Linked DNA regions of Sus scrofa: regions 1 and 2 are each linked to region 3. A link is a contact called in public Hi-C and promoter capture Hi-C data. All regions are on one chromosome and are shown on one strand. The core of a region is the stretch at or near the end of the contact, and the rest is flanking DNA. Distances in the headings are between cores, read along the strand shown.

Region 1 (3,667 bases), core at 624-3,123, 240 kb after region 3:
TTTGACCTATCTTATTTGAAAGTTCACAGAAAGACACTGCATAAATAGTAAATCAACTATAATGGAAAAAATAAAAATCATTAAAAGAAAACATAGATGAAATGGAAAAAAAAGCTCATAGGAAAAGCCAAAAAGCTTCTGTCTCTAATGGCCAATGGCTCTAGTTCCACCACCTGTCTCTGGATTGTGTCAATCTAATCCAGTGGTTATCCACTATGGCTATACCTTTAAATCACCCGTGGAGTGTCTAGACATCCAAGCACAGACAGAATCCCAGAACAATCGTATCAGACTCTCAGGAAGGAAGACCCAGGCACCAGCCTTGTTTTTAAACTCCCCAGGGAGTTCCCACTGTGGTACAGCGGTAACAAACCTGACTAGTATCCATGAGGATGCAGGTTCCATCCCTGGCCCCATCAGTGGATTAAGGATCCGGCATTGCTGTGAACTGCGGTGTAGGTCTCAGACGTGGCTCACATCCCACATTGCTGTGGCTGTGGTATAGGCTGGCCGCTGTAGCTCCAATTCAATCCCTAGCCCGAGAACTTCCAAGGCAACCCTAAAAAAGCAGAAAAATAAAAAATACATAAAATAAACCTCCCCAGCTGATTCCCATATGCCATGGAGGACTTCTTCAGGCCAATCCTTCAAAGAATTGATGATATCCCACATCCCACTACAGCTCGGATTCGACCCCTAGCCTGGGAACCCCCGTATGCTGTAGGTGTGGCCCTAAAAAGACAAAAGACAAAAACAAAAACAAAAACAAAAACAGTACAAATCTATCTCTATTTTCTAGGGAAACAACTCCAAGAGCGGGCCCTGGGAGAGGCAAATGAACAGTAACATGTTTGTTCAATAATTTTTTTAAACCGTGCTGATTGCATGTGGCAGAGTGAGAAATGCATATGGAAAAATTATTGATAGGTGGTGATGTCTCAATTACCTAGTTGTTTTTATTATTTATGATTATTGTTTATTTTATTCATGAGTCCTTTGGGAACAGAACTTCTTTTAATAGCGCTGGGTCTCTAAGGGTTGCACGCAATCCCAGCTGCTTTTGCACTGGGTGGAAGCTATGAATTCTCCCTCTTACTTTCTTTTCTAATAGGAACAGTTTTGACTGGGCACCACGCTGATCAGCTCAAAACTCCATTTTCCAGCTTCCCTTGAAGATAGCTTTGGCCACACCCATAGGTTCTGGTCAATGGAAGAAAATGAGTAGAAATGAGGTATGTCGCTTCTAGGTGGAGACCCGAAAAGGAAAGTATTCTTTTTCTCTGGCTGAAACGCAGGCGTGGTGGCAGAAACACGTATGGCAGCTGGCAGCTCTCGTGGTCACTGAGAAGGCAGCTGCATGTTGGGGTTGGCAGGACAATAGGAAAGAGAGAACGTTTGTGTCCCTGGTATCACTGAGGTGCCATATTGGTTCTGGATCATCCAGAGAAATACACTTCTCTCTTGTTTCAGTTCACTGCATTTGAGGAGCTTTTATTGGCCGAAGCTGAGTCTGTCCTGGTTACTAGAGCTCAGGAGCATCCAAGACATCATCGCAGATGCAGGTCTCTGTCGGGGTCTCTGTACACACTCCCCCATCCCACTCAAACCCTTCCAACACTTTGAAAGTCATATTGGGTCGCCACCCACTTCCCGATGGTACTGATGCCATTAGAGCTGCAGGTTGAAAATCTCTCCTGACAAAGAGAATTGGGAGGCAGCCTCTCCACTGTCATCAATCAGATCATTTTCCCTGCTCTGGTTAAAACTCACTCGTGATTTCTCATTGCACTTGGGCCAAAGTCCAAATTCCTTACTTGGCCTTCAAGCTCCCACATGATTTTGGCCCTGGCTCCCCTGCGGCCATCTACCTCCACCTCCTCCCCCTCCCTCCTACCCCGTCCTCTGTGCTCCAATGTGGTAGCCTTTTTCACTTCACAAGTGAGACCTGGCCATTTATTCTACGTGGTCCTCCCTCCCTTCAAACTTCAGTTAGTTCTTTCTTCTCACCAATGGCTGAGTTCAAATGCCAGCTTCTGATATAGCAAACTTATCTGAAGACTTATCTAAAATCTAACTAAAATTTTTATTCACTTTTCTTCTCACGATTTGTCTCTTTTTGTTTGTTTGTTTGTCTTTTGAGAACCACGCCTGTAGCATATGGAGGTTCCCAGGCTAGGGGTCAAATCAGAGCTACAGCTGCCGGCCTACATCACAGCCACAGCAACGTGAGATCCGAGCCTCGTCTGTGACCTACATCACAGCTCATGGCAACACCAGATCCTTAACCTGCTGAGCAAGGCCAGGGATCGAACCTGCATCCTCTTAGATACTAGTCAGATTCCTTTCCGCTGAGCCACGATGGGAGCGCCCTCATTTTTTTTTAACATGGAGTTATCACCATTTGAAACACCTTATTGAGCCATTTGCTTATTATGTCTCTGTTTCCTATGAGAATGTCAACACTCAGTACCCCAGTGCCAATGAAAAGGCCTGGTACACCGTAAGCACTCAATGAACACTCATTGACTGATTACAGAACAAACCCTATGAGGTCTGGGCTGTTGTTTTCAAGTTGGACAGATGATGAAACGCAGGGGCAGGTGCATGAAGCCCTGGAGAACAGACAGAGTGTTCCCTGAGAGCTGGAGGTCTTGTACCCACTGTGCTGCCTGCTTTCTAGACACTCAGACTTGGCCTTCTAGGAACTAATCTTCCAGATTCCTCAAGTAGTATGTCAGTAGCTGACCTATATTCCAGTCTCCATGAATGTTTATTAATTCACACCGTAAATCTACCAAAGGGGCACCGTGATACAATGACATATGCAGACATAGAGGCAGACAGCTGGGATCTACAATTTTGGTTGTTTATTTTTTTGGTCCTTTTTGCATCTGAACGTGGAAAAAAATATGTTTTTAAACTCTGCTGTTGAGTTAGACTTGATTACGGCTGATGAATGACAAAGCAGTTCTGATCTTATCTGGAAAGATTTTCCATGAAATGCAAAGGGAGAAAGAAGCCAGAATAAAGATGTGAAATAAATATATTGACAGAATTCAAAGAAAAGATAATGGATTTGGTCATGTTCCTGGCATCATTGCTGTGTGTGTGGTGGGGGGAGGGTTCCCAGAGCTGTGTTTGGTTATAGATTAATAATCCAGGGTACAAATGGTTCGGGACAAATTAGAGAAAACGTAAACTACAATATTCAACAAACTGAAGGTCAAAGGTTTCTGGAATTTGCTAAGTGTTCTTGGTCATACATTTTTGAATATGGAGCTTTTGAACTTTGCCACAGAAATAGCAAGTGGATTTTTGCTTAAATCACATTAAAAATGTGTGCAACTATTATTTTAAAAAAAGGAAAGAAAAGAAAAAGAAGAGGGGGAGGAAACCAAATGGAAAGTTTGAAAGAGCCAACTGTCAAGTTGCTAATAACTGAAGAAGAATCTAATAATGTAGAAAAGGTCTTTTAGTTTTATTTTATGTTCCTCACTGCACCATGGTTGACAAGCTGGCTTTGAGTTCACTCTTTGAACCCCATTTGGTTCTGACACTTATTGGCTCTATGGTCCCAGGTAAATGACTAAACTCAGTTTATAGAAATGCTTCGTAATTGTCATATTCTATGACAGGCACATTTAACCTCTTCCCCAATCCACCTTTA
Region 2 (4,156 bases), core at 53-2,552, 180 kb before region 3:
GGGCAAACTCCTGAATTTCACCTTTGGATCCCAGTACCCTCATGCTGTGCAAATTGCCTTGGGGGTGTGCCCCTGCCAGTCGGCAGGTGCACACTCTCATCAGGGGGCATGGCAGAGCTCAGCCACATCCCCAGCTGGGGGGAGACCGTGGAGCCGAGTGCCAGGGAGGGAAGCGGGTGCTCAGGCACGGCTGCCAGGACAAAGGACCCAAAGTTCCCCACCTCGGGCAGACACGAGCAGCCCTGGGAGGGGCAGAAGCTCAGTCGTGAAGTAACAGCTGCCCCTTAGGAGCCTGGGGCCCTCTGCCAAGCTGTTTCACAGGTGGTGTGGGGAATGGGAAGAGCCCTGCTGGACACTATTCCGCACTTGGAGCCTCAGCTTGCCCACCTATGAAATGGGACCACATCTCTTGTCCTATCGCCATCCACAGACCCCTTGGGCGGAGCAAAGGAGAAAAAAAATGTAATTGTGGTGGAGCAATCTCCAGCCGCGTGATATTCACACTACCGTCCGTGTCCCCTTCACCTCCTCGCCCCCACGGGCCACAGCCCAGCCATATCAACAGGTGGCTTTCGCCAAGTACTCAGCACTTATGATTACGCTGCCATTAAACGTGCGCCTCCCAAGGACGGGCCCTCGCCATGGTCACCTGTGGTCCCTCCGTATGTATCAGGCAACGCTGGAAAAGTGGTCGAGGATAAGGCCCTCTCAGACCTCGAGGAGGAGGTGGCCCTGCCGCCTGGGCATCCATCCAGTGTGAGTGCCCGGGGCTCCAAAGTCCCCCCACTCACCCTCAGCCCTCGTGAAGCGGGCACCCGCGTATCCCAGAAAAATTGACTTTGGATTGAGTTCATACAACACCCAGGAAAGGAGAGCAATCTTTCTCAGAACTCAAATGCAAAAACATAATGTGGTTAATATTAAATAAAGAGATTGGGCAACCCTCCCCCTCCCTTCCCTTTTTATGGTGTGTGCTGATGTGTCCTTGATCGGGGACTGTTTTGTTTATGATTAATGAATGACTCACCTTGGGCTGCTTTCTGCTTAGTCCGTACTCATTATGAATTCAAAGAGGACGTGTCGAGCTTGGCACCCAAAGGGAAATCCTCAGGAATTGGGGGGAAATGTTGACAGTGCCAGAAGCTTTCCAGGGGGAAGTGGGTGCCAGGAGACCCTCTTCCCAGCCTGCACATTCCCAAAGCAGGACCCTCGGTTTGTCATCGACCCCAAACCGTATACTGAGCCAATACCTGCGCTATACCAGGGACAGCTCTGTCTTCACGGAAGGCTTGAAACAAATGAGCCCGCTCACCCCAACACGCCCGCACGCAAGTCATATTTCAGCTCAAGTCCTCGTTCTGCCTGACACCCTCCGTTTTTCTGCCAGAGCTTCGTCCTCTCCGCGACTCTCAGTTTTTCTGCCTGTATAATGGGGCTTTCTCTGTGGTCCTTCTAGCGCTGCTCTGTCCAGAACCCCAGAGCTCCTTGGAGACAGAGACCGTGTCTCATGCTGCCTGGCTGGTGCAGAGCTGGCTGATTCGATAAAGGAATAAAGACGGTGGTCCGAGCGTGAGCAGAGCTGGGCTCTCATCTCAATGTGACTCAGCTCTCAGCATGTGGTCCGGAGTGGCCCCGCCTCGCTCTAGGGGTCAGAGTTTTCAGCAGGAGCATCAGAGAATTGACTTGAGAAGCAGAAGACTGAGTCTGGCCTGCTGGGAGCGGCTTTGTATTTGACACAATATTACAGGTGACCGTGGATGAGTGCATTTGCTCCCCAGGTGGGTCCACGGGCCATCACCCCCCTGGGGGCCCCAGCAGGTCCAGTCTCCCACACTGGTGACCTGTCTGGTCCTGGGTGTGTGACTCCCCCATTAGCCATCTCTTGGCACCTTTCCTGCTCTGACAGTCTGTGAATCTAGGAAGGGGCAGCGAGGGCGAGGGTGGTGCCCTTCCCACTGGAGCAGAAGGTTCGATTCCTGGGAAGGGCCCCTGTGATGGTTGATTTTGTGTGTCAACTTGAGGGGACACGGGGCTCCCAGAGGAAACATAATTTCTGGGTGTATCTGTGAGGGTGTTTCTGGATGGGATTAGCATTTGAATCAGCGATTGAGTAACGCTGATTGCCCTCCCAGTGGGGGCGGGCACCATGCAATCCATGGAGGCCTGAATAGAGCAAAAATGGGGAAGAAGGAGGAGCGTGTCCTCTCTGCCTGCACTTTGAGCTGGGACATCAGTCTTCGTCTGCTCTCCATTGGCTGGCCTGCCTTCCTGCCTCCCTACCTCCCTCTTCCCTGCCCCCCCGCTTTCCTCCCTCCCTGCTTCCCCCCCCCCCCCTTTCTCCCTTTCTCCCTTTCTTTCTACTTATATGTATCCTGTTGGTTGCATTGGTCTCTATCCCATTGCTTCTGGAGAACGCTGACTAATACCCGCCCCAAGCCCCCGGAGCCCCTCTCCAGCTGCCTGGTCCTTCAGTCTTGTCTCTGACCTGCCAGAACCCAGAGGGGCTCAGCAGCTCCCCGCCACCTTGCTCACCTTGCTCCAACCTGCTCTGAGTGAATGCACAGCCGGGGGCCGTGGAAAATACTTGAGCTGATTCAGCATGAAGGATGTGCCAGCCTCCCTGCCCCTCACATGGGCTTACAAACTGGCATCGTTAGGACAAGCTGGGTCCCAGGGGCCTGATGTGGGTGTGCAAGGAGGCTGGGACCAGTCTCCAGAAGCAGCATCAGAACAAGGCTCTTTCATCTTGGTTCCAGAGCCCAAGAAGTATTGGCTCTTTCTCCGCGCTTGCGAGGGGCTTACAACTGACCACTCTCTCATTCATCCAGCAGTCCCCAGGGTCCTAATGTCAGGATGGGCGGGCCCTTGAAGGTCCTTTGGCCCACACAGTCTTGTCCAAGACCTTCACAGCATCTCTACTGAGTGCCTGGACAACCCCAGCTTATTTTTTTAAGCAACTCCCAGATGCCAGGCACATGAAAGACACTTGGACCATGAAGGGTTCGTCCCATCGTGAAGGATTTTAATTGCCTCATGGATGCAAATTATTACCAATGGCAAAATCTATACGATGAAAAGGAGAGGCAGTCTGTATATTACTGAGTTTTCAGAGAGGAGAAAAATGCCATCTTCTTGGCAGTTCAAGGATATAGCATTTGAAGGATGGAGTTCCTGGTGGAGGATGGTGAAGGATGGAGCAGCCCCAATAACTGTTGGAGTCAGCCCTGTGCCAAATGTTTGCCTGGAAAGGTGAAGGGGCCAGTCCTGCTGGGGCCCCGTGCATTTGGAAAGGTCGCTCTAAGGCCACTGGAAGGTGATGGGAAATCTGAGGGGTCCAATAAAAATAATAAACACATTCCCATTTCCTATACTCTTCTCAGACAGCTCCCCCCCCACCTTTTTTTTTGTTTTTTGTTTTTTGTTTTTGGAGGCAAAGCTGTAGGATTGACAGCTGGGCTGGCTGCTCAAAGGGAAGAGATTCCTTGAAACCTCATGGTCTATCATTCCTGGAACCAGGCTGGCACCAGCATGTTCAGTCCTGTTCTCAGGGCTGGCAGAACATAGCCCCACAAACTGGGTGGATTGAAACAACAGAAATGTCTTCCTTCGCATTTCTGGAGGCTGGGAGTCTAAAATTAAGGTGTTGGCAGAAGCCACTTTCACTTCATCTGGAAGTTCCAGGGAAGAATATTTCCTTGCCTCTTCCAGCCACAAAGGCTGCCTGTGATCCTGCCATCATTTTAATCACCAGCCTCGTCATCACATTGGCCTTCTTCCCTCTGTGACTGTCTGTGCGTCCTCTCCTCTCCAAAAGGACACTAGATATATTGGATTTAGGGCCCACACGAATCCAGAATGACTTCATCTTAACTATAGCAGCTCCTCGGTATTCATGTATCGCACCTGTATCCTCATGGGTACTAGTTGGGTTCTTAACCAACTGAGCCAAAACAGGAACTCCAGGAATCTGCATTTTCAATATGATGACTGCTCTGCCTGGTGGCCCTTATTCTCTTTGAACCGGCCTTTATCCTGTAAAATGGGTGCATTGCCTCAGAGGGTTATGGGAGGATTAAATAAGAAAATGCAGTACCATCCTCCACACCATAAGAAGCTTGTAATAAAGATTAGGCAGAAGCAGCAATAGCAGCTTCTT
Region 3 (3,931 bases), core at 260-2,759:
CTCGCTCAGTGGGTTAAGGATCCGGTGTTGCCGTGAGCTGTGGTGTAGGTCACAGATGCGGCTCGGATCCCGAGTTGCTGTGGCTCTGGCGTAGGCTGGCAGTTACAGCTCCGATTAGACCCTTAGCCTGGGAACCTCCATATGCCGCGGGTGCAGCCCTAGAAAAGGCAAAAAGACCAAAAAAAAAAGAAAGAAAAGAAATAATAAATCAAGATCCCATCTCTTGGCTTTTCCCTGAGTTGGAGTCATTCTTTGGAGGCATTCTGTGGTAGGAAGTATGTTTGTCCATATTTTGAAGTTTTTTCCTTTCAACTTGCCGTTCTTACCACCTGCACCCTGTGGAGCCATTGCAGCCCCAATGATTGGAATCTTGGATTCAGTTAAATATGAGCAAATCACATTTGTCACACTGCCTAAGTGTACAGCAGTCTCCAGACTGTATGCAAGTGTGGGTGAGCGTGCATGTGTGTGCGCGTGTTCTGTGCTGCCGCCTGCATGTTTGGGTGCATTCGTATCTGCAGATGTGTATCTCTTGCTAGTGAGGAGGGCGCCTGCCTTTCTACAGCCCTGCAACTCTTGAGAGCATTGCCTGTATCATTTTCAGCAGCTGAATCAATATTTTAATGGAAAATTAGAAAGAAAACGAGCATTTGGAAACCAAAGGTTGCCGACCGAGAGCAGAAAAAGAAAAAAGACTGCCCATCACCTAAAAGAGAGAGATCTAGGAATTGACTTCCCATCCATCTCTTTTATTCTGGTACTTCTTTGATAGCCAGCATCCTCTCTTGCAGCCCCTGATTGCTTATTTTAAATTGTCTTGCAGTTCTGAGCTTCCATCTTCCCGGTCCTGCCCCCCCCCCGCCCCCCTTCTCCTGGGCCTCCCAAATGATACACTGTGTCATTAGCCGTAGAGAGCCCAGAGAGGCTTCATGTCTACAGCCAACCCTGGGGAGAGCAGATGAGGAGAGGGCGATGTCTTCCTCCTGGAAGAGGATCTGACAGGCAAGCACAGATCCCCTGATGGCTCACCGCAGGTCTGAGGCTCTGCAGAGAAGCCACATAAAATTCTGCAGAAGGTTAAGTCTGCCAACAAGTGCAGCAAGCGGTAGGGATCCAGGTCAGAGGCACAAACATCGATCCTGAGGCGTGAATCACTGACCTCCGCCCACACTCACTGCTCTAAATTCTGAGTCTGCACTCACGAAAGATCGCATTTCCATCATCACAGCTCAGAAAGCGAAGCCGCATGCCATTGTTTTCCATCTCTTACTGGGCACCTCCTAGGGAAGGGTCTTCATTTCATCTTTCGATATCCGAAACACAATGCCAAACCTTCCCAAGTTCAACTCCCCTTCCATTCACCATGAACCCCAGAAAGAATGTGGGTAGAAGAAAAAGAGTGGCCAACATTCCTTTGTTCTGAATTGAACCCATGGTATTTGGATCATCCTCCAGGATGTGTCATAACATATTGTCTCTCTAACAATTGTCTCTGCGAAGGTCGGGTAAAGTCCCAAAGATGGAAAGCTGGGATAAAAGGGACACGCGCATTTCTCAACAGAGGAGAAGGGGGTTGGCGTTGATGTTTCGGCTTACGACACATGGAATTCCCCAATGAGTTTTCACTGATTGCAAAACAGGACAGGAGGAAAACCTCCATTCCAGAAAAGGCGCAGAGATAGAGGATCCGAAATATGTGACTTGAACTAAATGCCCATCAAAACCCCTTTTGGAATTCTGAAACTCTCTTTCAATATCAACCCAATCACTTCTCTGCTGAGCCGGATAACAGCCTGGACTGTACCCTCTCCCAGCCTCAGTGTCTCCATGGAAGTATGCATCCCAGTGAAGATAAACTTTTAGGGCTCACCTTAAGAACATCTTAAGAAATATATAATTACTCATTTCACATCCCTTTGTCCTTTACAATGTCCAACTAAAATAAAAACGTTGGAAGTTAAATATCAGTCATTCCAGATGCTAGCAACTCGGGTTCTTATTGCTCTAACAAAATTCCAGGGCAAAGTCCTGTACTTTTATGGTAGAATGCTAATTTGAATTTTAAGTGGTCGTTGAATATTAACCCTGACACTGGCCTGGACAGTGTTTCTCAACCTCAGCACTATCGACCTCCTGGCTGGATCATTCTTTTTGTTGTGGGGACTGTCCTGTGAGCTGTAGGATGTTTAGCAGCAACCCTGGCCTCTCCCCACCAGGTGCCAATAGCACACACACCGGCCACCTCTGTGGCAACAAACAAAAATGTCTCCTGAGGGCAAAAATCGCCCCCAGTTGGGAACTGCCATTGTCATCAAGGGGAACATTCATTCATTAGATATTTCTTTTCCACTTCAAAGAGCGCTCGCCCAAAGTTAGAGTGCATTCTGGACAAGGGAATGAAAAAAAAAGAAATTATGTATTTCCATCCATTTAATGGACTATTAAACAGCCATTAAAATATGGTATTTTAAGGTTTTTTGTTTTGTTTTGTTTTGACCATGCCCGTGGCATGTGGAAGTTCTCAGGCCAGGGATCGAACCCATACCACCGTGGTGACCCAAGCCCCTGCAATGACAACACTGGATCCTTAGCCCATGGCACCACAAGTGAACTCCTAAAAGATGTCTTTGAAGACATTTTTTAGGCGTGAGGATATGCTCATCTTACAACGTTTAATAATAAAAGAGCATGGAGTTCCCGTCGTGGCGCATTGGAAACGAATCCAATTAGGAACCGCAAGGTTTCGGGTTTGATCCCTGGCTTCACTCAGTGGATTAAGGATCCGGCGTTGCTGTGAGCTGTGGTGTAGGTTGCAGACATGGCTCAGATCCTGCGTTGCTGTGGCTGTGGTGTAGGCCGGTGGCTACAGCTCGGATTCAACCCCTAGCCTGGGAACCTCCGTATGCCTCGGGTGCGGCCCTCAAAAGACAAAAGACAAAAAAAAATTTTTTTTTAATAAAATAAAAAAGCAAACCATGACCATATTATGGCCATGTGTATATTTTATAAGACACATGCATTTTTAAATATTGAAAATGTTCTAAAGGGCAAACACCCTTAGAAATACCTTAAAATAATGAAAACCATGGTTATCTGTGGGTGATAGAATAATGCAGCATATCTTTCCTTATTTAAATTTTTCCTTTTTTGCAAACTGTCTACCATGACCATGTATTTTTATAATTTTATTTTTTTTTGTATTTTTATAATTTTAAAGCAGACACAGAAAAAGGAAAAGGAGTCTTGCATTATACAGCATGTTCATGATATCTGAACAAAAAGCTGCAAACAGGCTGCCATCCTCTATTCCTAATTTAATTTTCTTTATACACCCTGAAGGAAGTATAGCAATTCCTTTCCTACTCATCTGATACTTTTGCTCATAAAACCTTCACATCGGCTTCACTCTGCAGAGCTTCTAAGGCCAGAATTCATGACATGGTTTATTTTGTTTTACACCTTGCTTCTCAACCTGGATATACTCCTTCATTCATTCAATCATTCATTCCATACCCTGGCACTGAAATGGGTAGAATTCAGTGGGAGACAGGGCAGGCTGAGTCCCTGCTTTCATGGAAGATGCACAATAAATCAATAAACATATACATGGACAAGATAATTCCAGACAGTGATACGAGCTGTGATGGTAATAAAACATAGCGATGTGTCCAAGAGAGAGGATGTGAGGGAGTTCCCGTGGTAGTGCAGTGGTAATGAAGCTGACCAGTATCCATGAGGATGCGGGTTCAATCCCTGGCCTTGCTCCGTGGGTGGGGGATCCCGTGTTGTGGTGAGCTGTGGTATAGCTGGCAGACGTCGCTCGGATCCGGGGTGGCTGTGGCTGTGGTCAGTGGCTACAGCTCCTATCCCACCCCTAGCCTGGGAACTTCCATATGCTGTGGGTGCAGCCGGAAAGAAAGAAAGAAAGAAA

Evidence for each region. Promoter capture Hi-C pulls out the DNA fragments that hold promoters and counts their contacts. A called contact is a pair of places that touch in the nucleus more often than the background predicts.
Region 1: a contact with region 3 is called in a promoter capture Hi-C map of liver, with 4 times the contacts expected there. The contact joins two enhancer-like sites. A contact is called at or near these places in 1 of 5 promoter capture datasets (liver) and 2 of 47 Hi-C or Micro-C datasets (liver and skeletal muscle).
Region 2: a contact with region 3 is called in a Hi-C map of liver, with 12 times the contacts expected there. The contact joins two enhancer-like sites. A contact is called at or near these places in 5 of 47 Hi-C or Micro-C datasets (liver and skeletal muscle).

The regions. Positions count from the first base shown.
Region 1 is chr6:33,526,362-33,530,028 of Sscrofa11.1, reverse strand. No RefSeq gene overlaps it. Among named protein-coding and RNA genes, the nearest start is that of SALL1, 200 kb to the left of the region's middle. Within about 2 kb of position 1,873, at least 2 of the 83 cell types and tissues checked have an H3K27ac peak or open chromatin away from gene starts, as enhancers often do. A contact at or near this core is called in liver, where this site is marked.
Region 2 is chr6:33,940,802-33,944,957 of Sscrofa11.1, reverse strand. No RefSeq gene overlaps it. Among named protein-coding and RNA genes, the nearest start is that of CYLD, 180 kb to the left of the region's middle. Within about 2 kb of position 1,302, at least 9 of the 83 cell types and tissues checked have an H3K27ac peak or open chromatin away from gene starts, as enhancers often do. A contact at or near this core is called in liver, where this site is marked.
Region 3 is chr6:33,762,974-33,766,904 of Sscrofa11.1, reverse strand. No RefSeq gene overlaps it. Among named protein-coding and RNA genes, the nearest start is that of SALL1, 33 kb to the right of the region's middle. Within about 2 kb of position 1,509, at least 10 of the 83 cell types and tissues checked have an H3K27ac peak or open chromatin away from gene starts, as enhancers often do. A contact at or near this core is called in liver, where this site is marked.